Linked DNA regions of Mus musculus: regions 2, 3 and 4 are each linked to region 1. The links are chromatin contacts, called in public promoter capture Hi-C maps. All regions are on one chromosome and are shown on one strand. Each heading gives the region's core, a stretch centred on a gene start, on an enhancer-like site or on the middle of the called end of the contact. The rest is flanking DNA. Distances are from core to core; before and after follow the strand shown.

Region 1 (6,097 bases), core at 2,005-4,504:
AATGGTGGCACATGCCTTTAATCCCAGCATTCAGGAAGCAGAGGCAGGCGGATTTCTGAGTTCGAAGCCAGTCTGGTCTACAGAGTGAGTTCCAGGACAGCCAGAGCTATACAGAGAAACCATGTCTCAAAAAAACCGGAAGGAAGGAAGGAAGGAAGGGAGGGAGGGAGGGAGGGAGGGAGGGAGGGAGGGAGGGAGGGAAGAAGGAAGGAAGGAAGGAAGGAAGGAAGGAAGGAAGGAAGGAAGGAAGGAAGGAAGGAAAATATACTTTTACAGGATTAGCATGATCCAATTTAAAAAGGCAAACAAAATAAAAGTTCTGACGTTTTCACAATTGAGGTTTTGCTACTTTAAGCCTACTGCTTTAGCCACTCATGACCCTATTTGGCACTCAAAAAGAGTTCTGCTTTAGATAATTAGAAACTAAGTAACAAAAACCCTGCTCACTATGAGTTATACCAGGGCAGCCCACCACATGCTCATTTCACTTCAGTCTAGCCATGGCTCACTAACTTGACACTGGGTTCTCAAGTCTTCTCTCCTTCTCCCTCTCCCTCCCTCGTCCCCCTCCTATAGTCATGGGTGCACTGACAGTAAGCAGACAGATAACAGGGAGGCAGAGGAACTTCCTGGGAGCGAGGTCTGGGAGGAGGCCCTCAGAACACTGCAGCTGCTCTCATCTGCCAGCAGACAAGCAATGCCACTCCCGCTTAACAACAGTCATCCCTCTCCAGAGAGCCTCATCTCTTGGCACTCTGCAAAACATATGGTAAGAGTTTGTCTGAAGCCTCCTGAGGGTAGCCAAGTCAGAACAATTGTTTTAAAAGTGGAACTCTCCCAGGAGACAAGACACAGAACACATTTGTCAGAAAAAGGACCACCTACCATCCCATGCCTACACTCACATTCTAAGTAGTGGGAGAGCAGAGCTGGGGTTCTGCATAAAGGAAAATTAAGTCCACCACCATTATGCACTTGAGATTCGCTCTTCTGGCCTTTGGGGCACTTGTACACTTTTCTCTCTCTCTCTCTCTCTCTCATACACACACACACACAGAGGTGAGGAGACATGGACAGACAGACAGACACTCTCAAATGACATGTCCTCCTCAATAGTATATATTAGTTTATAGAGACAAACTTTTAATGAATATCCCCTGACGACTTTAAAAGATTACCTACTTAAATTCCTAAGCAGAAAGGGCATGATCACACTGAAGTCTGCCTGGCTCATCCTCCTCCAACCAGGCTGGGAAGAATGATCAGCTTATGCCACTTCCCCTCTCCTGCCCAGTGACAGCATTGTCAATGTCCATGTTCACACTGCATCCAGAATGAAGAAGGGAAAAAACAAACAACCCACACAAAGCGTCAGGCAGCACCGTCACAGCCACATCCAAGCCTGCACTAAGTAATCTACCGACAAGACAAAGCAAACCTGTAAGGAGCTGAGGCTGCCTCCGTGCACACGGAACAGCTGATCTTCCTACAGAGAAAGTGCTACACCTTGGACGAAAATACATCACAACTGCTGGTCTAGCTAATTCTCCTTTAAACTAACAGAAGAAGCTTGTAGAGCAACAGCTGAGAGCAAATAGATAACTCACATCTACACACCCTTATGTAAATACAAATGGATCTCTCTCATCTACACACCCTTGTGTAAATACAAATGGATCTCTCACATTTATACAGCCCTTCCATAAACACACATGGAAATCTCATATCTATACAGCCCTTATGTAAATACAAATGGATAACTCACATCTATACAGCTCTTATACACACAAATGAATACCTCACATATATACCCTTGCCTGAATACAAATGGGTAACTCGCATCTATATAGCTCTTACATAAATACAAATGGGTACCTCATGTCTATAAGCCCTTGCATATATACAAACGAAACTTAAGAACTTACATTACAAGGCAGGGGATAACAGCCCAATGGCAACAAGCCCTGATTAAATAGCAATACTCTTCTCAACACTACAAGCTCCCAGACAGGATCGTGTACACATCTATGAAGAGATGCCTCCCTCGAACACCCCTTAGTCCCTCCCATAGCGTCATGTCCAGGTTCTTCAAATAACCAAGCTCACTAGTGATGTAGGCCCACATCCTCACTCACTGCAGCTAGTGATGGAGCTAGATTCACTCAGGCTTCCAACAAGATCACCATACCATGGCCTTCCCACCCACACTGTTCCTGCCCGCTGAGCCTGCTAACCAACACCCAGTCCTTGCTAATAAGGCACACGCCTGTCTGTGACTTTCCCAGGAATTAGCTCCTGCACCTGTGTCCCTGAGACGAAAGGGAAAGCAGATAATCTGACTCTCATCAAGACAGCCCTCTCCTTGAGCCCTCCCCTCCCAGAGCTGACATCTGCAGCTCAGCTGCAGACCTCTCCTATCTGCCACCCAGGCCCCAGCATCATAAGCCCAGAAGCCTTGATGTTGGGGCAGGCTGAAGCAGTCCAAGGTCTTTTATTCACAATCAACACTTCCTCTGGATCCTCTCCGAGCCCCAGGCCACAGCAGAGGTCATTCTGAGAGAAGAAAATGTGAGAAACATCACTGAGGAGCTAACAGACTCGATGGTTGATTGTCCGTTGGTCTTTAAGCATCACTTTTGACTTTACTGGAATAAACGAGCTCCCATTAATTGCTTTTAAAGGAGCTCTACAAATAGTCAATCACCTGTCCAATGCTGCCTTCTTTTTCAAGCAAGAAACTATGGTTTGTAGCACAGTAGTACAGCACTACTCTAGCTTGGGTACACAAGGGCCTCATTAATCCCCAGCACAGAGAACAGCAAGAATAACACAGAGCACGTAGCACATGTCCACGTGAGCATGTACTTTATACATGTCTCATAGAGACAGGACTGAAGAGAAATACACTGAAGGGCTCCTGTCAGAAAAGGGAAGGACTTGATTTTTCATTGCACTCTCCTGTATGCTTCACTTTCTGCATATTACACATTTATAACCAGGCTCCGCCTTAGAGAAGGAGGGTCAGACTTGAAATCCATCTGTGGCGTGAAGTAAGGCACCAGGAGGCTACAGCGGCTACTCAGGGAACACAGCCCAGGCTGAAAGCACGAAGCCCAGAAAGGAACTAAACTCTGGATTCATAAATAGCCAAGCTTAAGGCTAACTTACTTTTTAGACACGGTCTTTATATAGCCCTCACTTTCCTCAGTAATCCCTGGGTTTAGGGAAATGATGGTGTGACGTAAAGACCCTGCAAGCTCCTCAGGCTGCTGCTGAGCTCTTTCTACAACTTGGGGCTGGATCTGATTCAACACTGAGTCAAAGGCAGCAAGTGCAAGAGAGGAAACATTAAAATAGCTTAAAATGAGGCAGCTCTAGCTCCTCATACCCGATGAAGGATGCACTCACAGAGGCACGTCCCGAGTGCGCAGTGTGCGTGTGTTCAGGTGTGTGTGTGTGGGTGTGCATGTGTGCATGTGTGTGAGTGTGTGGGTGTGCATGTGTGGGCTCACTTTTTGTTTGACTCGGTTCTCGGTTCCCATCTGAAGCTGCACAGTAAATCCTCATTGACTATTGAAAGAACTATCTTTTGTCATTAAATTATGGCAACAATCTACTCGACATTCTAACAGATGTTGCTGTCTTCCAGCCTCTGGGAACTTGGCTCCATGTTTTCTTTTCTCAATATAAAAAATAAAAGAAATGGCACAGATGTGGTCTAATACCCCAAGGGAGCTTTCCCTTTAATCACTGCGCATGTGACCTCCATGATCCCTCCCCCAACATTTTCCTTTCTATTAGTGAAGATGTTTCCAATTACAGCCCATTTTGTGGCCAAAGATGACATCACTCCGATGGAGGAGGGTTGCTGCGGGTTGGTGGTTTAAATCAAAAATGCATTAAGCAAATGAGATTCTTAGTTACTTAGGACTATCTCAACAACTCAAGTCGCCTGGCCTGCTGCTGGACCTTGAGCCAACACCAGAGCAAAGCCATGTGCTTAGGTGATCACTATCTCTAAATGTGCCAAGGAGGGCAGAAGTACCAGGGCCGGAAGAACTTGAAAGTCACGATGTCTTCATCAACAAGTGTGGTCCAACCTTACCTCGGTGACGTCCATAACCTTGATGGCGGCCAGCTGACCCGTTTTAACATGTCGACCCTGGAGACACAGAAAACAAAGACTGGTCAGTACCGACACTCACGACGGTTCCTCAGAGGAAGTGGCTAAAGTCTCTAACCCAGCCTCCCCCGCGCCTTTTCTGTTACTAATAAAAGGTAACATGCTTTTAAGTGCATGCTCATAATAGAACAACGGAGCTGATAAAAACAAAGACAGAAGATCGAATGAATTCGGATAAAATATCAATTCTTTTTCTGATACGTTTGATGTACTATCAAACTATCTCCAAGTTTCTCAAAAGACTTTTGTTAAACTTATGTGTCCATGTGTGTACGTGTGAGCTTATTTACACTACATGTGTTCAGGAGCCCATGAAAGCCAGGTGAGGACCTCAGATCCCCTTGGATATATGGAGGGGCTGGCAATCAAGCCAGGAAGCCATCTTCCCTGACACCAATCAACTTAAGTAATCTGTTTTTCTATATATCAGCCTCAACCTTTTCTTCAATGGCCAAAAACAAAACAAAACTAGAAAGCCCTCTAGATATTTCCTTTATGCCATAAATGGTAACTGAATCTTCCTAGTGGACCCCAATAGTTACTACTTGATTTCACAAATTATATTGAATGTCCCCAAAAGTCAATGTATGGTGTATGGAGACTGTTATCCTGAGAAGAGGAAGTATTCAAGGTTCAGGGACAAGCAAAATGACATCATAACTGTAATCTTTGATCTAGGACCTAAACTGTGTAGCTTATTCATACCACTCTGTATGTAAAACAAAAACAAAAAACAAAAAAAAAAAATAAAACCCCTGTGTTATCATTCTCCTTTCTCACCGATGCGGAGGGTGCGTGTGGTTAACCCCTACTCTCTGAAGCAACTAGGAACCACCCTGCTATCGTAAACGTAACTACTTTTAAGGACTCCACTTTAAGAGTGGCCCTTCTGCAACAATGCAGAACAGAAAGAACATCTTCACATATTCCAAAGCCAGTCTCTTGTCTTGTGACAGGAAGAGTACATTTATAACATCAAACCCAAGAACAACTCGGCATTTACTCACAGAAATTGTTCAGGGACTCAGATTATAACAAGGACAAAGCAGTCCTGGAAAATGGCATTATGTGACAACTAGTACACTCTAAATAACAACACTGGGACAAGCTTTATACTGCTGTGCCCATGTCAAAGAGGGCACAGTCTATACACTTCAGTCTATACACACACAGTCTATACACTGGTATATACACTTCAAGGCATCAAGGAGTACAGCAGGCAAGATGCATCAATGTGGATCACTTAAGCAAACATAAGCCCAGGATATGAAAGTCTATCCCCCTGTCAGTAATAACATGTAGCTCCCATGACTAGGTCCAACACGATCACATGACTCTGACAGCAGTCACATGACTCTGGCAGCTCAATCACAAAGTAAAATTGTGCTTTTCTTGAACCCAAGAAGGGAGAGTGCATTTAAGACACAGTGTAGTGAGTGCACTCTCTGACCTGGCCATGTGTCAGACAGGTCCAATAGTTCCCACACAGCCCCTCAGCCCTCCAGCTTTTCTACAGTGTCTACTTCCAAATCAAGGCAGCAACCTTGACATGGCTAGAAGTCGGGTGGTGGGGGGAGGGGAACAGCACGGGAGTTTTTTCTTTTTGAGGACACAGCTATGTGCTGCTGGGTAGGGACTCTTTAGGAGCCTGATACAGTACCACTTTAGATTACAGATCTACAAAACCCACGAGTCGATCAAGACGCTCTGCAAAGACTTATATTGTGGCATCTTTCTTTATTGCAAATAGTTAATTCGGCTAACGCATCCTCTGTCTGTCATTTCAGACAGTGTGCCTGCCCCACAGGAACCAGAGTTTCCCTCAGAGGAGAAACCTCGCGGCTTTCGATTCATTTCTGCCTTTTTCTTTTCTTTTTTTAATTTTAGGAAAATTAATGTTTCCTTTTTAAGAAA
Region 2 (6,511 bases), core at 1,716-4,215, 280 kb after region 1:
CCTGGCTGTCCTGGAACTCACTCTGTAGACCAGGCTGGCCTTGAACTCAGAAATCGCTTGCCTCTGCCTCCGGAGTGCTGGGATTAAAGGCATGCGCCACCACGCCCAGCTGTAGTGAACAGTATTATAGGAGCCATTAACATTGTAACAAAATATGAGGGGAAGTTGCAGAAACAACACCACATTCAAGACTGTGGTAACTTTGAGTAACCTGTGACTGCAACTTCATTTATATGCCAGGGGATGCATTTTATTTTAAAGAAACAATCATGGTATAAATGACTTGCAGTGTGAAAATCATTCACCAATAAAGAAGGACCCGATGGGCTCACCTGTGTCTCCATTCAGAAGATGTCCGGTCTGGGAACAAGAGCTGGCAAACAAGTACTCCTGTAAGCTGGTAGGTCTGTGCCCCGAGGGGTGTGGGTCTCACATCAGTGCCCTCTTATTCCTCCTGTGGTGTGGTCATTGCCCCGGGGAACCGCCTCCTTACTCTCAGACCCAGGAGGGCCAGCATTCCTCCAGGGCCTGAAAATGGATGTCTTCCCTCAGAACTGGTGCCAGGCCCCCTGGGACTGCTGTCTTTCCTCCTCTGAAGTGAGGGCTTCCCCATGAAAGAAGGGACTAGAAAAGGGAAGCAGACCCCTGGCTCCTCTAGGAACTCGGGTGGCAGCGTTCAGGAACCCGGGTGTCAGCCGTCGGGGCCTTTGGAACACTGGTGCAATCACAAGCAGGTGCTTCGCCAGCTTGAGGGTCAGAACTCAGAACCCATCAGCCAGGCAAAGTTGAGCACAGAGGTACAGGTCTAAAGTCTCAGCGCCACAGTGGATCGCTGATCACTTGCCAGCTAGCCTAGCCACAGTGGTCCCAGGTTCAGTGCTACCCTGTCTCAAGGAATGAGGTGAAAGTGATAGAGGGGACACTTAGTGTCCTCTTTGGGCCTATGTAAGCACACACAGGCATAACACACACACACACTACCACCAATACCACCACCACCACCACCACCACCACCACCACCACCACCACCATCATCACCAATCCTCAAAAAGAGGAAGTCCACAAGATGGCTCAGCAGGCTTACCACCAAGCCTGACAGCCTAGGTTCAATCCCTAGGACTCACACAGCAGGAGAGAGCCTCCTCTACCTCACATATGTGCTGTGTCATGCATGTTCCCATATATACCCACATGCGTGAATGTGACCTCACACATGTGCTGTGCCATGCATGTTCCCATATATGCCCACACCCATGAATATGACCTCACACATGTGCTGTGTCATGCATGTTCCCATATATGCTCACACCCATAACTATGACCTCACATATGTGCTGTGCCATGCATGTTCCCATATATATCCACATTCATGAATGTGACCTTATACATGTGCTGTGCCATGCATGTTCCCATGTACACCCACATGCATGGATAAATACATACAAAAATCCTTTAAAGACTTTAAGGGTGGAACATTATAGATGAAGACACTAGATGTCTGCCTCTGGCCTCTGCACATGCATGTACATGTTCACAGACATACAAGTACACATACACACAAAACACATACAAAAAAAATATTACACACCCTCAAAAGTTAGAGTGCTAGAACTGACCCTGGCAGTGTGTGAGTGACCACCGAAAACCGGAAGTGCCATGAGCTGTCAGGAGGTTGTGCTGACTCCATGCACACAGCACAGGCCGGGTGAAAAGCCTGGCTACTGTCACTGTCACGCCAGAGCTGTGACAAGATTGTCCCTAGAGAACCGATCCCCTGGGTCTCTCAGGCTGATTGTTTGTGAAGGCCCAACAGAGGAGCTAACACTCATTGCCTTCCTAGGTGGTCTTTCTTGCTGATGAATACTGCAACTACTGTCGAGACATTTTACAGAATGTGAGGAACCAAGAACTGGAGAAGGTAGGCTTTTATCTATGAAATACAGGCACTTATGACCGGCTGTCAACCACTTAACTTGATAGGACCCCTCCAGGGACAGCAAGAGCTAGCCCATTGCATCAAACAGCTCATCCAGCTGGTCTGGTCACCGGTGAGTTCTGGAAAGTGGTCTTGTCTCGGCTTAGTCATTTGGAAATTCTCAGAGGTTCTGATATGGGTGTCACGATGCTTGAAGAGCAGATTCAGCTCTGCCTGAGTAGAGTGTAGGTAGTAATACCGACCTCTTCCCCAGTAATGCCTGCCACATCATATCAAGACATGCCATGGCAAAGGAAAGGGACTCTGAGGCAGGTGATCGATCCGGCACGGATGGGTGTTGCGGATTTTATTGTAGAACTGGTGACTGCTCAGTGACACACCACCTACCTATAGTGACCACCTACCTATAGTGACCACGTACCTATAGTGACCACCTACCTATAGTGACCACCTACCTATAGGGTGACGCTCTGAGGTCTCCCCATTACACAAGGAGGGGTGTAAACTGAATGTGGGAAACACATTTTTAAATTAGAGTTTATCTAGCCTATTGTGAGCCTGACTCGCGTGCGGTCAGAGGACAGTGTTCAGGACTCAGCTCTGTCCTGCCAGCCTGTGGGAATCAGGGATGGAACTCAAGAACCCATGCTTGGCAGGACACACTGAGCCATCCGACTGCCTGGACTTTACTCCTCTATGTATGAGATAAGAATCCAGAGAAGCAAGAGCACATTCAAATGGGAGCTTTCCTGATGCTTCCGGTATCTAAGCATTTCAGCTTTGAGCGGCAAGGCTCTCAGCGTGAGCACACGCGCCGTGGAGCCGGAGTGAAGCATGGCAGAGTGGGAGACACCAGTGTGCCCCTCTCTGTCTCTGCAGCATCGTGATGCCAAGCCTCTCACAGCTTCCTTCCACTCAGCAGATACTTGCTTAAATCATGTCCCGTGACAGCTCTGTTTCTGGGACTAGGAAGTCATTTTCCACAAGGCTTGAGGAATGTGTAATTTGGTAATGAGGGGAACAACGTTACACAGTAAGGCTGACGAGTCCTGCCCCTGTCCGTTAGTCACCCCTTCTCGACTGATGTGTGTCAGCAACTGTTAACTCCCACAGAATACCCGAGATAAGAAACTTAAAACGCAGGGATACTGGCTTTAATTTATGGTCTGGGGAATTTTGGCCCATGTCTTCTTGGCACTGCCCTCCAGTTTGCATCTGTGAAGAGGCAGGGAGCAAGCATCAGAACAGCCTGTTCCTCCTGGGCGAGACACTGAGAAAGAGGAAGAGCCGGAGGTCTCACCATCCTCTGAAAGCTCACAGCCCCAGTGGCCGGGATGCTGCCTACTAGGCCTAACTCCCAAATGTGCCACCACCTCCGATTAGCACACCAGCCAAGGACCACACCTTTAAGCAGTGGGCCATGGGGAAACACTCTAGATTCAAACTATAACAATTATTATAAACAAAATGCCTAGGGAGGGCTTCTTTATAAAGAGAAAAGTTTATTTTGGGTCACAGTTTTAAAGGTTGAAGGTCTAAGGATGATAGCTTTCTTGTTGGCAGCCTAGAGCAACACAGGAGCTCGTGTGCGTGTGCATGTGCGTCTGTCCATCTGTCTGTCTCGCCTTCTTATGGAGTCATGAGCATCCAGTCATCAGGCCTCTACCTCGATGGCCTTCTGTAATGCAAGGCAGTTCAGTCCAGGCAGTCACAGGATCAGGTAGAGGGAACACACTGGAGAAACACTTGTGTTTCTTACTCACTAATGAGCAGGAGCAGGGAGCTTGGAACATGGGTAGCCAACCAGGCTATGAGTGGACAGCTTTCCTGAATCTACTTGGACAAGTCTGTCAGTGTTCCTGACACAGATCCCAAGTCATGGTCCTCCTGGTGGCTCTCACTACCTGGCCAGGAATCACTTCTGGCCTGGGGTTCCTGGATACCTTAGAATGTCCCTGCCCATGGAAATCCCACAGGACAGGAGCCTTATGCTAGAGAAATGGCTCAGTGGTTAAGAGCACTAGCTGCTTTTGTGGAAGACCTGAGTCCACTTCCCAGCACCAGCACGGTGGCTCACAGCTGTAACTCCTGCTCTGGGGGCTCTGAGGCCTTCTTCTGACTCTGTAGGCATGCACACACGCGAGCACATACAGAATTAATAATAAACCTTTAAAGGAGGTGGGTGGTCTTTATCAGCTGGCAGCTGCCAATCTAATTCAAAAATTGGAATCTGGAAACAGGCAAATAAAACAGAAAAAGAAGGAACCTGACTTTTGGCCCCTTGATGTGTCCCCTACTTGATCTCTGAGAGGGGCTCATGTGGCTTCACAATTGGTGCTGAGGAGTTAGGCACGAGGAGCAATACTCTTACTTTTTTCTTTTTTTTTTTTTTTAAGCTGGAAAAAGAGCAAAGTGATCAGTCAGCCAGCCAGTCAGTCAGTAAGCTTTTCTTCTCAACCCTTGATAAAGCCCCTGTAGCCTTCATCTTATGGTAATCAACCAGGGCCCTCTGGTGGCCAGAAACAGCTTTCCCTGTAGGAAACACCCTCAAGGAAGTAGGTTTCCTAGTGGAGGGCCAAGGCAGAGTGATCTGCTATGGTTGCTAAAAAGAGGTGTTTCCTCTGGAGAGATGGTCCAGAGGTTAAGAGTGGTGACTACTCTTCCAGAAGACTCAGGTTCAATTCCAAGCACCCACATGGTGGCTCACCACTGTCTATAACTCCAGTTCCAGGAGATCTGACATCTCATACAAACATAAGTGCAGGCAAAACACCAGCGCCCACCAAGTAAGAAGAGTAGTTTCCAAACACAGCCTGTGAAGCTGATATCATAACTTTGCATGCGCTGGTGTGAGGCCTTGCCATGGCCTGTGGGGTCACTGACTATGAAGGGCTGAGGCCCACAAGGCACAGCCTGGGTTGCTGATGATATGTTCTGTCACATTAGGTGGAGGATTTAATCACATCCTTCTGGAAATCTCGGCAGCAAGACACAGTCATGCTCATGTCTCTGCCCGACGTGCGCCAGCTCTTAGGATGCTATGACATGCAGCTGTATAAGGTGGGTGGACCCTTGACTCCCCTGGGCATCCCTTCCAGAAACAAATGCCAGTACTCAGGTGAGAACAACACCCCCAATATACACCAACACAGAATAGCACCCCCAATACACACTAGCCCAGAACAGCACCTCCAATATATACCAGCCCAGAACAGCATACCCCAATACACACCAGCCCAGAACAGCACCTCCAATACACAACAGCACAATACACAACAGCACAATACACAACAGCACAATACACAACAGCACAATACACAACACCGCAATACACAACAGCACAGAACATACCCCATAAACATACCAGTCCAGATCAGCATATCCCAATACATATGCCAGCCCAGAGCAGCACCCCCTAGTACATACTAACCCAGAACAGCACACCCCAATATACATACCATACCAGAACAGCACCTCCAAAACCCACCAGCCCAGAACAGCACTTCCAATACCCACCAGCCCAGAACAGCACCTCCAAAACCCACCAGCCCAGAACAGCACCCCCAATACACACCAGCCCAGAACAGCACCTCCAATACACACCAGCCCAGAACAGCACACCACAATACACACAAACCTGTGTACAATGGACAGGGCCTTTTACCTTTTGCTCTTTTAAATTTCCTCAAACACAGAATATAATGATCCATGATTCAGATTTTAGCCCATTTTATTTTCTGAACATTTCAACCAAAGATGTGTGTGCGCTCTCTCTCTCTCTCTCTCTCTCTCTCTCTCTCTCTCTCTCTCTCTCTCTCTCTCTCTCTCTGTGTGTCTCTCTCTCTCTCTGCATATATATAATTTCTTGGAAACAGGACCCCTTGATGTAATCAAAGCTGGCTTTGAACTTACAATCCTCCTGCCTCAGTCTCTGGAGTACTGGGATTATAGGTGTTCCCAGGCCAGTCTTTTAAAAAGGCATTTTCAGGGGGCTGGAGAGAAGACTCAGAGGCTAGGAGCACTGGCTGCTCTTCCAAAGGACTCAGGATCGATTCCCAGCACCCACACGGCGGTTCACAACCTTCTGTAGTTCTAGTTCCAGGGAATCTATGCCCGCTTCTGAGTCTCCTCAGGCACTGCACACATGCATTCAGGCTAACACTAATACACATAAAACAAATAACATCCAGAAAAGATGTTTCAGAATGCAGAGCCATGGCTGATCACTCTGAAGCAGCGCCACTGCCAGGCTGGCTCTGCTCAGGAACGCCGGTCTCTGGAGCACTTAGGAGGTCAGGTGGACATCGGTTCTGAGGTCTTTGTTCATCAAGAGTCCCACTGGTTCGGACTTAGGGAGCTCATGCTTCTAGTTTGTCACCACAGACGTAGAATAAAAGGGCTGACTGACGCGGCTCCTAATGTTGGTCCTGACCCTCTGCGTTCGCCAGAGTGGGCGTGGTGCTGTTGCTTGCTCTGTTTTGGCTCTGGGTTTTGTTTGCTTACTTTAATGGAATCAGGGCCTACACTGAGGGTATGCCCCAGTGGCATATGCACAAGGCCTTGGGTTCCATCCAC
Region 3 (6,513 bases), core at 2,723-5,222, 410 kb after region 1:
TTTTAACTGACTTAAAACATTTTGTTTAAAAAAGTTGCTGATTAGCCAGGAGGTGGTACACTCAGACCAATACTTGGGAGACAGAGGCAGGGGAATCTCTGAATTTGAGGCTAACCTGATCTACTGAGTGAGTTCCAGGACAGCCAGAGTTACACAGAGAAACCCTGTCTCAAAAACATACCTCCATAAAAGAACTGCTGATTAGCAAAAGGGCTTGTTTTATGTATAGAACTTAGATGTTTTTCTTTAAAAAAAAAAGTCTAATAAATGTCAATTATACTTTACATATTTTAGAATCAAGTTGCAGAGTACTGTATTAGCTTCTTTTTTTAATATTTTACTATGTATATGGTACTTTTTAGTAGATTGAATTCTTGATACCTCTGATGAGGAAATAAAATGAGTACCACAATAATAACAGTTCCCCGAGGCACGCCTGGCTAAATTCTGTCAGTGTGTATAAACGATCAGCACGAGGGCATTTAGTGAACTGAGGTCAGTATAGGTTGATCATGTTCTGCACACGAGCATTGGAAGAGTTTTAGGCTGGTTTTAGAACAGGTTTCAGAGTGATGCTCAAGAGTGCACAGAAGAGAGGGGGGGTGCTGACAGCTGCACTGAGCTCATGCTGGACCTGTGCAGATGTGTTAGCTGTGCACATTACTTGCTCTCCTCATTGGGGTTGTTATTTTGTCCACTTTTCTCCTAAGCAACATGTTAAAACATCCCCAACAAAACTGAAGTTTCTTCCTTGTTTTTGGACAATTTCTTCTCGGTCAGTGAGTTTTAATTTGTGGTTGAATGACAAACTGAACTAGAGTGTTTCACAATTAAGAACTACTATTTTTTTTTTTAAGAATTACTATTTTTAATGGTACTGGCAGATTTTTGTTTAAAGAAAACCTTCAGCAGAGTAATTATAATGAGTAGTATATGTAGACACTGAACAGCTGATGGTGTAGGTGTAGAGAGTAGGAGACATACAGCTCCTTGTGGTCATGCTGTCTAGTCACACAGCTGGGGTTTGAGCTCTGTCTGTCTGGTTTCAAAACCTGTAGTTCACACATGTAAGAGGGGCAGGAAACCAAGATAAACCAACAAGGAAAGAAAGTGTGTGCGTGCGCCTTTCTGGTAGCACAGATGTTTATTCAAGAGTAGGCTTATAAAATGTGTAAATGGAAATAACCATTTTTTCTGCCACTCAGATGATTAATATATATTTCCACTTGAGTCACTTTATAGACTTGAAGAAGATATTATCAACTTGGGATTAGTTTATTACTGGTACCTTATTTGTGGGCTTTGTTAGCCTAAATGGTTTAGAATAAGTATTCTACTGAAGCACATGAAAATGATTGGGCATTGTAGCGCTTAACAGAATCCCAGCACTTGGGAAGCATAGGTACAAGGAGTCTGAGTTCAAGGCAATCCTGGACCACATAGCACATTCGAGGCCAATTGGGTAACATAGCAAGACCCTAATCTCAAAACCATAGACTAACGCTCATACACACACATGCGCGCACACACGCGCGCGCGCACACACACACACACACACACACACACGATTTAGTATGTGGTGGAAATAGATCTACCATATTTTTGTTTAATGAAGAGCTTTCACTTTAAAAGAAAAAAAAAAGCATCACTAAGTCCAAATCTTAAGTGGGAAATAGACTGGAAAATAACTTAGACAAGTAGGTGGACTTCATGTTAATGTGTGGTTGGCTCACTTTATACAGGGTGTGTTGGTAAAATGCGTTATTTCCTTTATAAGATATGCAAACATTTATTTTAAGACATTAATACATACTTAATTTTTTTAGGCATATTTTTCATAGAATATGCATTGACCCATGGCTTTTGGATCACCGAACGTGTCCAATGTGTAAACTTGATGTCATCAAAGCCCTGGGATATTGGGTTTGTTACGTTTTTGTTTATATTCAATCTCTACCCCAGTTCTTCCTGAGTATCTCACTTTTATTACTGACCCAGAGGCAAGGTGAACAGATGAAATATTCCTTCTGATATCCTTACTGTTACTTAAAGAAGTTTTCAGTATTTAAAATGAATATGTAGAATAGTCCACATAAATCCGTGAACTGAGTTTATGACAGAATACTATATAGCCTATGAACATCTTCCCCAATCTGTAATTCCGAAGTATAGCTCTGCATATGGTAGCATCCTCTGTGTGTGTGTGTGCTTATGCATGCATGGGTTTGTGCATGAGTGCAGATGCTTGCATGTTTGGTTTTATGTAAATTGAATCATAGAATGTATGAAGTAAATAGAGGTGCCACCTATATCTTCTGGCTTCAGAGACACATTTTACACATACTATACCCAATAGATTCTGATTATCTGCTCTCACTTTTTATGGGCTCCACAGTTTTTTTTTTTTTTTTAGACTTGCATGTACTCTATTATGCCTCAAAATACTATTGATAAAATTATAACTTATTTTAGCTAACAATATTTGAAGGACTGAGAATACAGCTCAGGGTGCTTGAAGGCCTTGCGCCAAAGTCCTGGACTCAATCTCCCTATCACATAAACTGGATGAACATTGTATACAACTTAAAACTGTTATAGCCATGTATGCATCTATAATGGTGTCTCTAGGAGCTATGCCTGGAACAGGGCTGGCTTCATGGGATGCAGGTGTGACAGTCGCCCTTTAGCTTGGTGTGGCCCTTCAGGGAGAAACTGTTTCATCCAAGGACGGCTGTACTACAGCCTCATCCTGCTTTGTCCTGAAATGTGTCTTCCTTATAGAACTCCTAAACTTCCTTTATTGACAGCTTTTCATTATCTGTCCCTTTAGCCTGAGATAGCATACCTCCCTCATGGGCCTGGTTCATGCCCTCTATGTACAAGCTGCAGTTCAACAAGAGGTTGAGTCTTCATGGTTCAGAATTTTAAATGAGAAAACACAGAGCTTGATGAATTGTTTCCTTGACAGAATCTAATTCCCTTCCTTAAATGCACTGTAAGCTTATGCTCAGTTGTCTTTTTTGAGTGATTCTAAACCAGCTTTTCCACTCTTGACATTTATGTGAGACCAATTTCTGTTCTTAGCTAAGCAGAGACTCGCATTCTCATACATTTTGTTCAGAGAGTATAGGCCCACTTATTTCATATATAAGAGATGAGTCTTCATTTTATATGAGGTTGAATTCTTTTCTTACTAGAATACAGAGAATGCGTGCGTATGTGGCGTACTTTGTGAAGGATAGGAAGCTATTATAACTTCAGCACTAGGGGTGTGTCTTGCTTTTAGTGTCTCAGTTTCTAGAGGAGGGCCCATTTCCCTATTACCAGTAGAGTTCTCAGTGACTCTTAAGACTTCAACGCAGTCCTTTGGTTTGCAACCATATCCACTACATTCATTGAGCAAAAACTGATCAGACAAATGCTGTCTAAGATGTTAAATTGAACTTGGCTCGGAGATAATTACGGTATAGTATAGAGATAATTACGGTATAGTCCCTTTGCTAGAGCAAGGATTCTTGGGGATTTCACTTTCAGGCCAACCGGGGCCAGTGCATATCCGGAGATACAGCACAGCAAGGGAACTTGGTAGATGCCATCTGGGTCAGAAAAGAAAGTGTTTATGCTGCCTGCTAGACATGGAGAAATGGAGGACTGTATTTTAGTGGGACTGCTGAGGGACTGTCACCTCAGTGCGTAGTAGGTGGATGGTGTGTGCACGGGGATGTGAACTCGGGTGGAGCTTGGTGGAGAGCTAGGTTTGGCAGCTTTGTTGAGAAACAGATTGGGATGAGGCTAAACAGGAGTTGGTATTGTAACATTTCAACAGGAATTTTGCTTGATGTGTCTAGGATGTCTAGTTACTGGTGAGGGAAGAGGGAGTGGTTTTAAAATGCTCCTAGGACAGAGCAGAGATGTCTGAGTGCCTGTGAACCCACGCTCACAGCCTACAAACCCTTAGTCACTTCCCAGCAGTTTCATCTACCCACGTGCATCTGTGGCTCTTAGGTTAACCAGAAAGAATGTCTGAGACACCCACCCACTGGTGTTGGGGCTTAATGGAGTATGACTAAAGGAGTCTCTGGCCATGCTTTCATTATCTTCCTTCAATGCAACAAAGAGAAGGAGGTGGGAGGGGAGTTGGAGACAAACCACAGTGGAGAAAGGACACAGAACAGATTTTTAAAACAGATAAATGAAGCCTTCATCTATTTAGAGCCTCTTTGTCTCTGACACCCTGGTGCTATGCTGTAAAATGGCCCAGGGCTGCTGCTGGGGCTGCGGGAGCAGCAGTGACGCTGTACAGACTCCGCAAGAAGACAGTTTCAGGAAGTAGCCTCTTTGTTTAAATCATTTAAAGGGCGAGATACAACTTCCATCAAGTAGGGAAACTCTTTAGAGGAAAACAAAACAAACTTAATAGGTCTTTCTGACTGGATACAGGAGATGGTGTGCCTCCCACCCCGTTCCCTGTAGAGAGCCAAAGATATCTCAAGTGAATTTACTAGCAAAATGACCCCGTACTGGTCATGTCACTGAGAAAGCCATTGTCTTTTGTCTGCCTCTCAAGGGGGACCCTGAGGATACGCAGGAGCTACCCACCCCAGAAGCTGCCCCAGGAAGGGTTTCTGTTGGGAATCTGAGTGTGACATCCCAAGATGAGGAGAGGAGTGAAAGCAACCTTCCATCATCTTCCTCGAGCGAGTCTGGGCCACACCGCCCCTGTCTTAAAGAAGATGCAGGGGAGGACACAGCATTACTAGGTATGTGGCTACAGATATAAGCGCACAATGTTACCAGTGAATGGAACAAAGTGGAAGGCAGGAAAGTACTGTCGTGTACATAAAAACCACAGGCCCCCACTTCGAGATACCATTTCAAGTTTTTGATGCATACATTCTCAAGAATGGGGGATATCACACAAATGCTGTTTGGTAAACTGTTCTTTTAATGTATGAAGTTCTTTCTGGATCACTTGGTAGATAAATTTTTATGACCAAGTTTTTTAAATTTTCTTTTGAGTTGCTCAATTCATGTCTATGTCTTCAGTGGTTTCTGTAGTCTCGTCGTATTGTGTAGCATGTGGTGAGGTCCTGGTCTTCTTGCAGCTGCTTCTCAGCTCAACTGCTTTTTCTTACTAATTCTTAGTTAACTTTTCTGATGCCATAACAAAACACCATGACCAAAGCAACTTAAAAGGAAATATTTATTGGCGCTTAAGAGTCCATGATCCTCATGGTAGGGAGCGTGGCAGCAGGCAGGCATGCCCTGGAGCAGTAGCTGAGAGCTCACAGTTTATCCACAATGAGAGGAAGGAAGGGAGAAGGACTGGGCCTCCTTTCCAGAGGCAGGGGACCAAGTAAAGGAACACATGAGCCTGTGGGGCCATTCTCATTCAAACACCAGGTCATAGTAATGCTTTCTTTTTGTTTTTTAATTGTAGTGGGCCCAAGTAGAGCCTAGGGCTTTGGACTTGCCTGATAAGGTGTACCTCCAGCCCTTTTTTAGAACTTTTTTAATTTAAATTTAATATGGAAAATACAAGACCTTTGTCAAATATTTTGTCTCCTCTCCCTCAGTTTCTTTATTTCTTTGTGTTGGGAAATGCTAATCACAAACACTGGCATTTGGCCATATTCCAGTGACTAACGTCTGTATTCTTAGCCTCTGTGTACTTTTCTGTCTTCTGACATAAAAGTATCTTGGGACTTTTATGGCATGCTAAATAGGAAAGTCTTTTTCTTCTTGGTTGGTTATGGTTCATTAGAGAATTACTGACCTATGTTTTGGTAATATTTGTAGGGTTTCTTTTTCTTTTTTCCCCCAAATTCCTTTTTGAAACTGTGTCTTATGTATACCAGGCTAGCCTCAAATTCCCTAGATAGCTGAAGATGACCTTGAACTTTTGATCCTCTGATCCCACCTCCCAAGTGTGAGATTATAGGCATGCATTACCACACTGGTTTCATGCAGTGCTTGGGATCAAAGTTGGGGCTGTGTGCATGCCAGCAGGCCCTCTACCAACTGAGCTACATCCCTATATCTGCCCCTTTATAATTAATTTATTCACTCATTTATTTATTGGGGTACCCATGTATGTCATGTAAATGTAGAAGTCAGAGGGTAACTGAGGAGTCAGTACTCTCCTACCTTAGGTTCCAGGGATAAAACTCAGGTCATCAGGATTGGTAGCAAGAACCCTGTACGCCATGAACCGTCCTGCTGGCCCTCTCTTCGGTATTCTTTAAAGATTAATTATGAAGTTATTTTGAGCCTGGTGTGATAGTGCATAACTTTAATCCTGGCATTTTAGAGGCTGAGACTGGAAAATCTTTTGAGTTTGAGGCTAGCCTGATCTATATAGGGAGTTCCAAACTAGCCAGGGCTACATAGTAAAACCTTCTGTCTAAACAAAAGAGAGGGTATAGAGATTGCTCTGTGGTTAAGAGCTCTGGGTGATCTTCCGGGGGGCCTGCGATCCATGACTAGCACTCACATGATGGCTCATGGCCATCT
Region 4 (6,095 bases), core at 1,510-4,009, 350 kb after region 1:
GCCAGGCCTGGATTTTTACATGGGTGCTGGGATTTGAAATCAGGACATATATGTACCTAACAGGCATTTATACTGGCTGAGCCATTACCCCAGCTCCCTCCACTTTGTTTTTAAGACGAGGTCTCTCACTAACCCTGGTGCTTACTAAGTTGGCTGGGCTGGTTGCTGAGCTCAGCATTCTGCCTGAATCTGTTCTCCCAGTACTGGGCTTACAGGAACCCAGGTCCTCAGGTTTGTGTGCTAGAACTCTGCAGACTGAGCCAACTGCCCAGGCCCTGCATTTGCTAGTTTGTTTCCTTTTGTTTGGCTTTTGGTTTTTCTAGACAGGGTTTCTCTGTGTACCCCCTGACTGTCCTGAAACTCACTCTGTAGACCAGGCTGGCCTCGAACTCAGAAATCCGCCTGCCTCTGCCTCCCAAGTGCTGGGATTAAAGGCATGTGCCACCACTGCCTGGCATAATATAGAAGGAGGAAAAGTCTGGGCTCACAGTTAGAGGGAGATCATTTCTGGAGATAGCCTGCTCCAAGGTGTGGGCAAGGGACTGAGGTAGGGGTGTAGCATAACAGCTATATTAAAAACAGTAAGTTTTAAATACAGCTGTTATTCCTACAGACCAGGACTAAGAAAAAGTCCTGCTTTATACGCGAAAAGAAGACATCAAAGGTCATACAAGAATGTGGAGCACCCATGAGAATGCTCCATCATGGGAGACTGAGGCTTTCACGGATGGACCAATATCTCTCCTTAGGCTAACAATGCCAGCTCACCCCAGAGTGGGATGTGGGTCTTCATGCAGCAAGGTTGGGAAATGCTACACCCCCACCTCAGTCCTCAGTCCCTTGCCCACACCTTGGAGCAGGCTATCTCCAGAACTGATCTCCCTCTAACTGTGAGCCCAGACTCTTCCTCCTTCTAGCCATAAAGCCCAAGCAGCTACTTGCCCACCACGCCTATTCAGAAGGGTTAGAGAAGCAGAAGAGGTCTACAGTGGACAGCAAGCCAGTGACCCTGCCCACAAAGTAGGCCTGTGGATATCAAGGTCCACCAATTCAGCCAGCATCCTCAGCATCTGCCGTTGCCAGGCTAACCACATAACACACTCCATCCTTGGACAATTCCTATATTTATCTCTGTGCTGACTCTCTGTGTATGTATCCATCCCAAGGACTGGCTCCCATTGTAAACCTGGAGTCCACATTTTTAAAGTCCACATATTTGACTGGGCATGCCCTCAAGGGATTACTTAGACAGCAGCCACGCTTTCTCTTCCTGCGGAATGGCTCTGTGTGTAGGCAAAGCAAAAGTCAGGTGGGAACAGCTACAGTAGCTAAAAGGATGGTTAAGGGACTTATAGGAGACATCTGGCTGTCCCTGCGAGTGGCCTTGAACTCACTGGGCAGAAGATCACTTTGAATATCTGATCCTTCCACTTGTGAGCATCCTTCCTCCTCAACATGAGATTACAGGCATGATCAACCACATCCAGGTTTGTGTCCTGCCAGTGTCTGAACCCTTCAGGGCTCCATGCATGCAACATAAATATTCTACCAACCTAGCTACATCCCCTGGCCCAGGAATATTAATTTTTAAAGAAATAGGAATTTCTGGGGGCTATTGTTTTGGACTGAGCTTCTACACTGAGCCCCAAAAGACCAGGGTAAAATTTAAGATGGAGTCACAATTGCTAGAGTGTAAAACCATTATGCTGAAACCAGGGGACTAATGCAATCTTGTGAGGAATTGGACTTAAGGGATGTTCTGGTTTTAAAGAACAAGTCTCCCACAGGCTTGCTGCGTGGTCTGAACACTGGTCCCCAGCCATTGATGGAGTTTACAGAGGTAGGGAAATGTTTGGGGTGGGGCCTAGCTGCAAAAGTCCCAATTGATAGAGGTGGCCTACGAGGTCATTGCTGCCCCTCACTCCTGTCTGGCTCTCTGCTTTCCATCACAGCTGCACAAACGTAACCAAGCAGAGGAGAGATCAGAGAGAGAGACTAGTTTCAATGGATGGGATACGGTGACAGAAATAACCGGGCATGCAACAGCCATTTTTTTTTTTTTTTTTTTTTTTTTTTTTTTTTTTTGGTCATTGGTGTTAGTTACCCTGACTCTACAAGCCGGGAACACCATTTAGCTTCTTGCTTCTTGTTTGTGCTTCGCTCCTCCTCCTGCTCCTCCTGCTCCTCCTCCTCCTCCTCCTCTCAGCTCACTGGGACACCAACACTGGTCTGTAGTGTCTTCCCCCATACTAGAACTTAAAATTGGTTTGGAGACAGAATTGACTTCATTTCATTGCTTCACCAACTTTCAAGCACGAGGGGTTCGTTTCTACCTCAGTTTCTCCCCACTAGAACGAGATTATCCCCAAGCCTGCTTGGCTCACCGTAGGGGGGCTATAGTGCTGGCTGTGCCTCGACGTCCCTCGTTTTTTCACATCCCACAGAAGCCCTTTGTCTACTGTCGGATCCCCCTGGCAAGAACCGAGGTATCTGAGGATGAATGGTTTCACTTCTTGCTCTGATCGTCCTTACCTGCTCCATGTCTCACGGTGGTTTCTTCATCTCCTGGACATTTCTAGATAAGCGGTGGGACCTTTGGGAGTTTCTAACAAACTTACAGTTTCCAAACTTGGGAATTTTGTAGGAGGCAAAGATTTAGTGCGCCCCCTGGTGACTGAGCAGTGGAACTTTATTTACAGTCGCTTGTCCTTGAAGCAAACATTAAACCCCATCTTGACTCAACTTCTTTCCTTCCCCCATGCTTTGGGGAAGTCCAATAAGGATGGAGGTGGGTCTTACTCCTCCGCTCCTGGGGTTGCCCTCCTCTCTTACTTCTTCAATATCCTCAGCGCAGCTACTGAAGCCCCCGCCAGGGTCCAGGATCCAGATACAGGCTGTAGGAACAGCTACTTGTAAAAGATGAGGAGGGCAGAACAGAGAAGCCTTTCCCAAGTGTGCTTACTCAGGCCTTGTGTGAGCCGGAGGCTAGAGTTAGATCAGTTGGCTGATTGTTAGAATCGCTCCAGGCTAGAGAACATTGGAGACCAGACCCTACAGAAGCAGGTTTTCCTTTAATCAGAACAGCCAAGGGCAGAAGCCACTCCTGGGGAATGTGCTTAGGAGTGGGGGTGGGGGGTGGGGCGGGTTGGAGTTTTATAGGGCAGAAAAGGGAACTTCTGTAGTGGGAGATTACATCTGCTTCCTTCCCCTGCAGTCTTCAAGCTTGTAAATGCTCTTCTTATCAAGAGCTCACTGGGTCCTAACTTCCTGCAGAAGATGCTGCCTTTGTGTTAACCTACCTGTCCTGGAGTTGCTCAGCTCGCCCGCCCGAGGCTTTTGGGTTGTTTGGCCTTGAGCCGTATCAGCACCAGATGTTTTCAGACACCTAGAGAGGCTACGCAGCTTGCACCGGCTCCCGAAAGTACCGGCCCCAGACACATCTATTTCCAACAGTGTGGACTTTTCTCTGTAGCCATTGCCACGGGGGTCAGAGCATTTCTCTCGAGGGCCTAGCAGAGAGACCGCAGTGACTGCCACAAACAGGCAAGGCCAGTGCGCGCAAGGCCAGCGCACTGGCCACACTTCCCTTCAGTAAGGCAAAAGGGAGTTTTTCTCCATTTTTCTGAGAAACCAGGAGAAAAGGTTAATGCTCAAATTTCCCAAACCTGTTTCAGTTGTGATTCTTAACTTCCTTCTGCCTCTGCCAAGGGGCTCACACTCACACAAAGAAACCAGAGGTAACCTAATCTCATCCTCTTGGTCCATCCTCCTGTCGCAGCCTTCCAAGAGGAATAGCGTGAGCCCGCAAAGCCCCTTCTTGTTTCTATTTTCTTCATCATTTTACTGTCTATAAAGTAAGCCTTCAGTACTTGGTTCCAGGAAAACTTACTGCATCTGATAGAACTAAGAGCCATCGGATTCCAGAAACACAAATGAGGCAGTCAAGATCTTTAAACTAAAAGTAACATCATCTAGATCTTTTTATTTTAGAATTTATTTTGAAGTTGTGTGTGTGTGTGTGTCTAAATGTAGTGTTGTACATGTGAGTGCAGCACCCACAGAGGCCAGAATCGGGCACCAGATCCCCTGGAGCTGGAATTACAAGCAGTTGTGAACTGCCCCCAAAGGCTGCTAGGACCAGAATTCCATCTGCTGCAGAGTCCTGTGGGCCCTTAACCTCTGCACCGTCTCTCCAAGCCCTCTAGATTTAGATCTATCTTGTGCAAAAGTCATCTTTCCATAAATACTTGGAAAAGATCATGTATTTATCTTGAATGTTTCGTGGGGTTTGTTTGTCTTGGGACATATTAATCATTGTTACTGCTTGTCCTATAGTGTCCTATATTCTGCAAGTATATTCTGGTGGATATCGCTTATAAAGAATATCTCTGTCCAGATGCTTTTATTGAAAAAGTAATAATTACCTCAGAGTAAGAGTCTTATGAATCAGGCCAGGATATAAGCAACAGACAGCGCCAGCTGTGAGAGAAACTGAAAACTGTAAGCCCCTCAAGGTCACTGTGCAGCTGTCCAAGGTCAGACAAAAGCCCTATGGAGCCTTTTAGGCTTTCTGGAGTGGGTGGGAGAGAGACTTTCTCCTCACATCCTAACACATCAGAAACTTTTGAACCAGCTTGGCAAGAAAGGCTTCACCTATGCCTGGGGGGTTCTGAGTCTTTGATCGGAAGTTTTCCCACACAGGTGCAGCTCCATCGCAATACTAACAGCCACCCTGCTTCCCAGTCCCAGGCACAGCCCTGCATCTAACCTGTAGGTTAGACTCTCACAGGAGGCCTCTTTACCTTAAGGCAGTGGTTCTCAGCCTTCCTCAAGGGGCTCGAGACCCCTTTGGCAAACCTCTATTTCCAAAAATATTAATATTACAATTCATAAAGGTAGCAAAATTACTGTTAGGAAGTAGAAATGGAATAATGTTATGCTCGAGGAGTCACTACGACACAGGGGTCACGGCATTTGGAAAGTTGAGAGCCACTGCCTTTAGGGCATCGAACCTAACTTGGTTTAATTTTTACCCATAAGCCTCTTTTCCCCAAGGAACATCCTAACCTGTTTCTGGTAGCCTGCCCAGTAGTTCCACTGATCCATGCTCTCCTGATTTAAAGTGCCCTGTGGCATTTTACTAAGTCAACACAGTGACCCCCACAAGTCCAATATCATAGTCAGGGCAAATCCACCCTGCTCCCTAGTCCCCAGAGGAGTTAAGGAGCCACACAGCTGTGATGAGCACACCCACGGATCTTAAAGAGCAGAGTGAATGGCTGGGCAGTGGTGCCTTTAATCCCAGCAATGGGGAAGCAGAGCAGGTGGATCTCTCTGAGTTTAAGACAAGCCTGGGCTACATAGTGAGACCCTGTCTTAAGAGGAAAAGATGGAGGAGGAGGAAGAGGAGGAGGAGGAGGAGAGGAGGGGGAAGTCTAGAAGAGGTGTTTACCTAAATTCAAAACAGACAAATGGAACAAAGTCTTTATTTCCCAACAGGGAATGCAGTCAAGTGACCCAGAATCCAGACTGGGTGGTCTATTCCTCCTCAGGAGACCGTGACAACTAAATGCCACCATGTCACCGTGTCACCATGTCACCGATGGAGCTAACATTCCTGGCACTCTTGCATGCTCACGAGACATTCTTTAGTGAGGTAATATGTTGATTTAATTGCAACCATCTAAAGTTTGGGGATGCCCCACAATGACAAGTACCAACTTCTCTGCTTAGGTAATAGACTGGGTTTCATTGCTTTAGTTATCTGCTGCTCTGATACAGATTACTTATGCACACAGCCCAAATTAGTTACTTAAAACAACACACATAAGCCACGCATGGTAGTATATGCCTGTAGTCCTAGCTTTCAGGAGGCCGAGGCAGGAGGATGGCAAATTGAGGCAAGTATGAGCTGCGCAATGAAAGACTGTCTCAAATGACCAGAAACAAACAAAAATCCACCAGTATCTCACTTAATTTCAGAGGCTGGGAATGTATGTATATGTATATGTATATGTATATGTATATGTATATGTATATGTATATGTATATGTAATTAGCACTAGCTTTGGATAGCTCACGCCAGAATATCCAAC

Evidence for each region. Capture Hi-C pulls out chosen DNA fragments and counts their contacts.
Region 2: a contact with region 1 is called in a promoter capture Hi-C map of adipose tissue. The contact joins two enhancer-like sites. A contact is called at or near these places in 2 of 39 promoter capture datasets (the 3T3-L1 cell line and the C10 cell line), 5 of 15 datasets of contacts at CTCF or cohesin (CD8 T cells, the NIH/3T3 cell line, large pre-B cells and 2 more), 80 of 484 Hi-C or Micro-C datasets (the 4T1 cell line, the AML12 cell line, B cells and 52 more), 9 of 115 datasets of contacts at active chromatin or transcription factors (the HPC-7 cell line, Th17 cells, bone marrow-derived dendritic cells and 6 more) and 5 of 9 other capture datasets (adipose tissue, bone marrow-derived macrophages, embryonic stem cells and 2 more).
Region 3: a contact with region 1 is called in a promoter capture Hi-C map of adipose tissue. The contact joins two enhancer-like sites. A contact is called at or near these places in 6 of 39 promoter capture datasets (the C10 cell line, embryonic stem cells, hematopoietic stem and progenitor cells and 2 more), 4 of 484 Hi-C or Micro-C datasets (bone marrow-derived macrophages, embryonic stem cells, palatal mesenchyme and 1 more), 4 of 115 datasets of contacts at active chromatin or transcription factors (bone marrow-derived dendritic cells, cardiomyocytes, large pre-B cells and 1 more) and 2 of 9 other capture datasets (adipose tissue and embryonic stem cells).
Region 4: a promoter capture Hi-C map of adipose tissue shows a contact between it and region 1. The contact joins two enhancer-like sites. A contact is called at or near these places in 1 of 15 datasets of contacts at CTCF or cohesin (the NIH/3T3 cell line), 11 of 484 Hi-C or Micro-C datasets (the C2C12 cell line, the HL-1 cell line, Sertoli cells and 8 more), 4 of 115 datasets of contacts at active chromatin or transcription factors (astrocytes, embryonic fibroblasts, microglia and 1 more) and 3 of 9 other capture datasets (adipose tissue, embryonic stem cells and liver).

The regions. Positions count from the first base shown.
Region 1 is chr1:39,960,243-39,966,339 of GRCm38.p6, reverse strand. Map4k4 (mitogen-activated protein kinase kinase kinase kinase 4) reads right to left here. Exons shown (of 32, transcript NM_001252200.1): 3 at 4,106-4,162. Among named protein-coding and RNA genes, the nearest start is that of Map4k4, 62 kb to the right of the region's middle. Within about 2 kb of position 3,254, at least 40 of the 459 cell types and tissues checked have an H3K27ac peak or open chromatin away from gene starts, as enhancers often do. A contact at or near this core is called in adipose tissue and microglia, where this site is marked.
Region 2 is chr1:39,683,980-39,690,490 of GRCm38.p6, reverse strand. It overlaps Rfx8 (regulatory factor X 8), which reads left to right. Exons shown (of 15, transcript NM_001145660.1): 6 at 290-400; 7 at 1,841-1,918; 8 at 4,883-4,996. Among named protein-coding and RNA genes, the nearest start is that of Rfx8, 34 kb to the left of the region's middle. Within about 2 kb of position 2,965, at least 39 of the 459 cell types and tissues checked have an H3K27ac peak or open chromatin away from gene starts, as enhancers often do. A contact at or near this core is called in adipose tissue, where this site is marked.
Region 3 is chr1:39,553,725-39,560,237 of GRCm38.p6, reverse strand. It overlaps Rnf149 (ring finger protein 149), which reads left to right. Exons shown (of 7, transcript NM_001033135.3): 5 at 1,827-1,923; 6 at 4,568-4,760. Among named protein-coding and RNA genes, the nearest start is that of Snord89, 8.1 kb to the right of the region's middle. Within about 2 kb of position 3,972, at least 101 of the 459 cell types and tissues checked have an H3K27ac peak or open chromatin away from gene starts, as enhancers often do. A contact at or near this core is called in adipose tissue, where this site is marked.
Region 4 is chr1:39,611,680-39,617,774 of GRCm38.p6, reverse strand. No RefSeq gene overlaps it. Among named protein-coding and RNA genes, the nearest start is that of Gm51620, 22 kb to the right of the region's middle. Within about 2 kb of position 2,759, at least 88 of the 459 cell types and tissues checked have an H3K27ac peak or open chromatin away from gene starts, as enhancers often do. A contact at or near this core is called in adipose tissue and microglia, where this site is marked.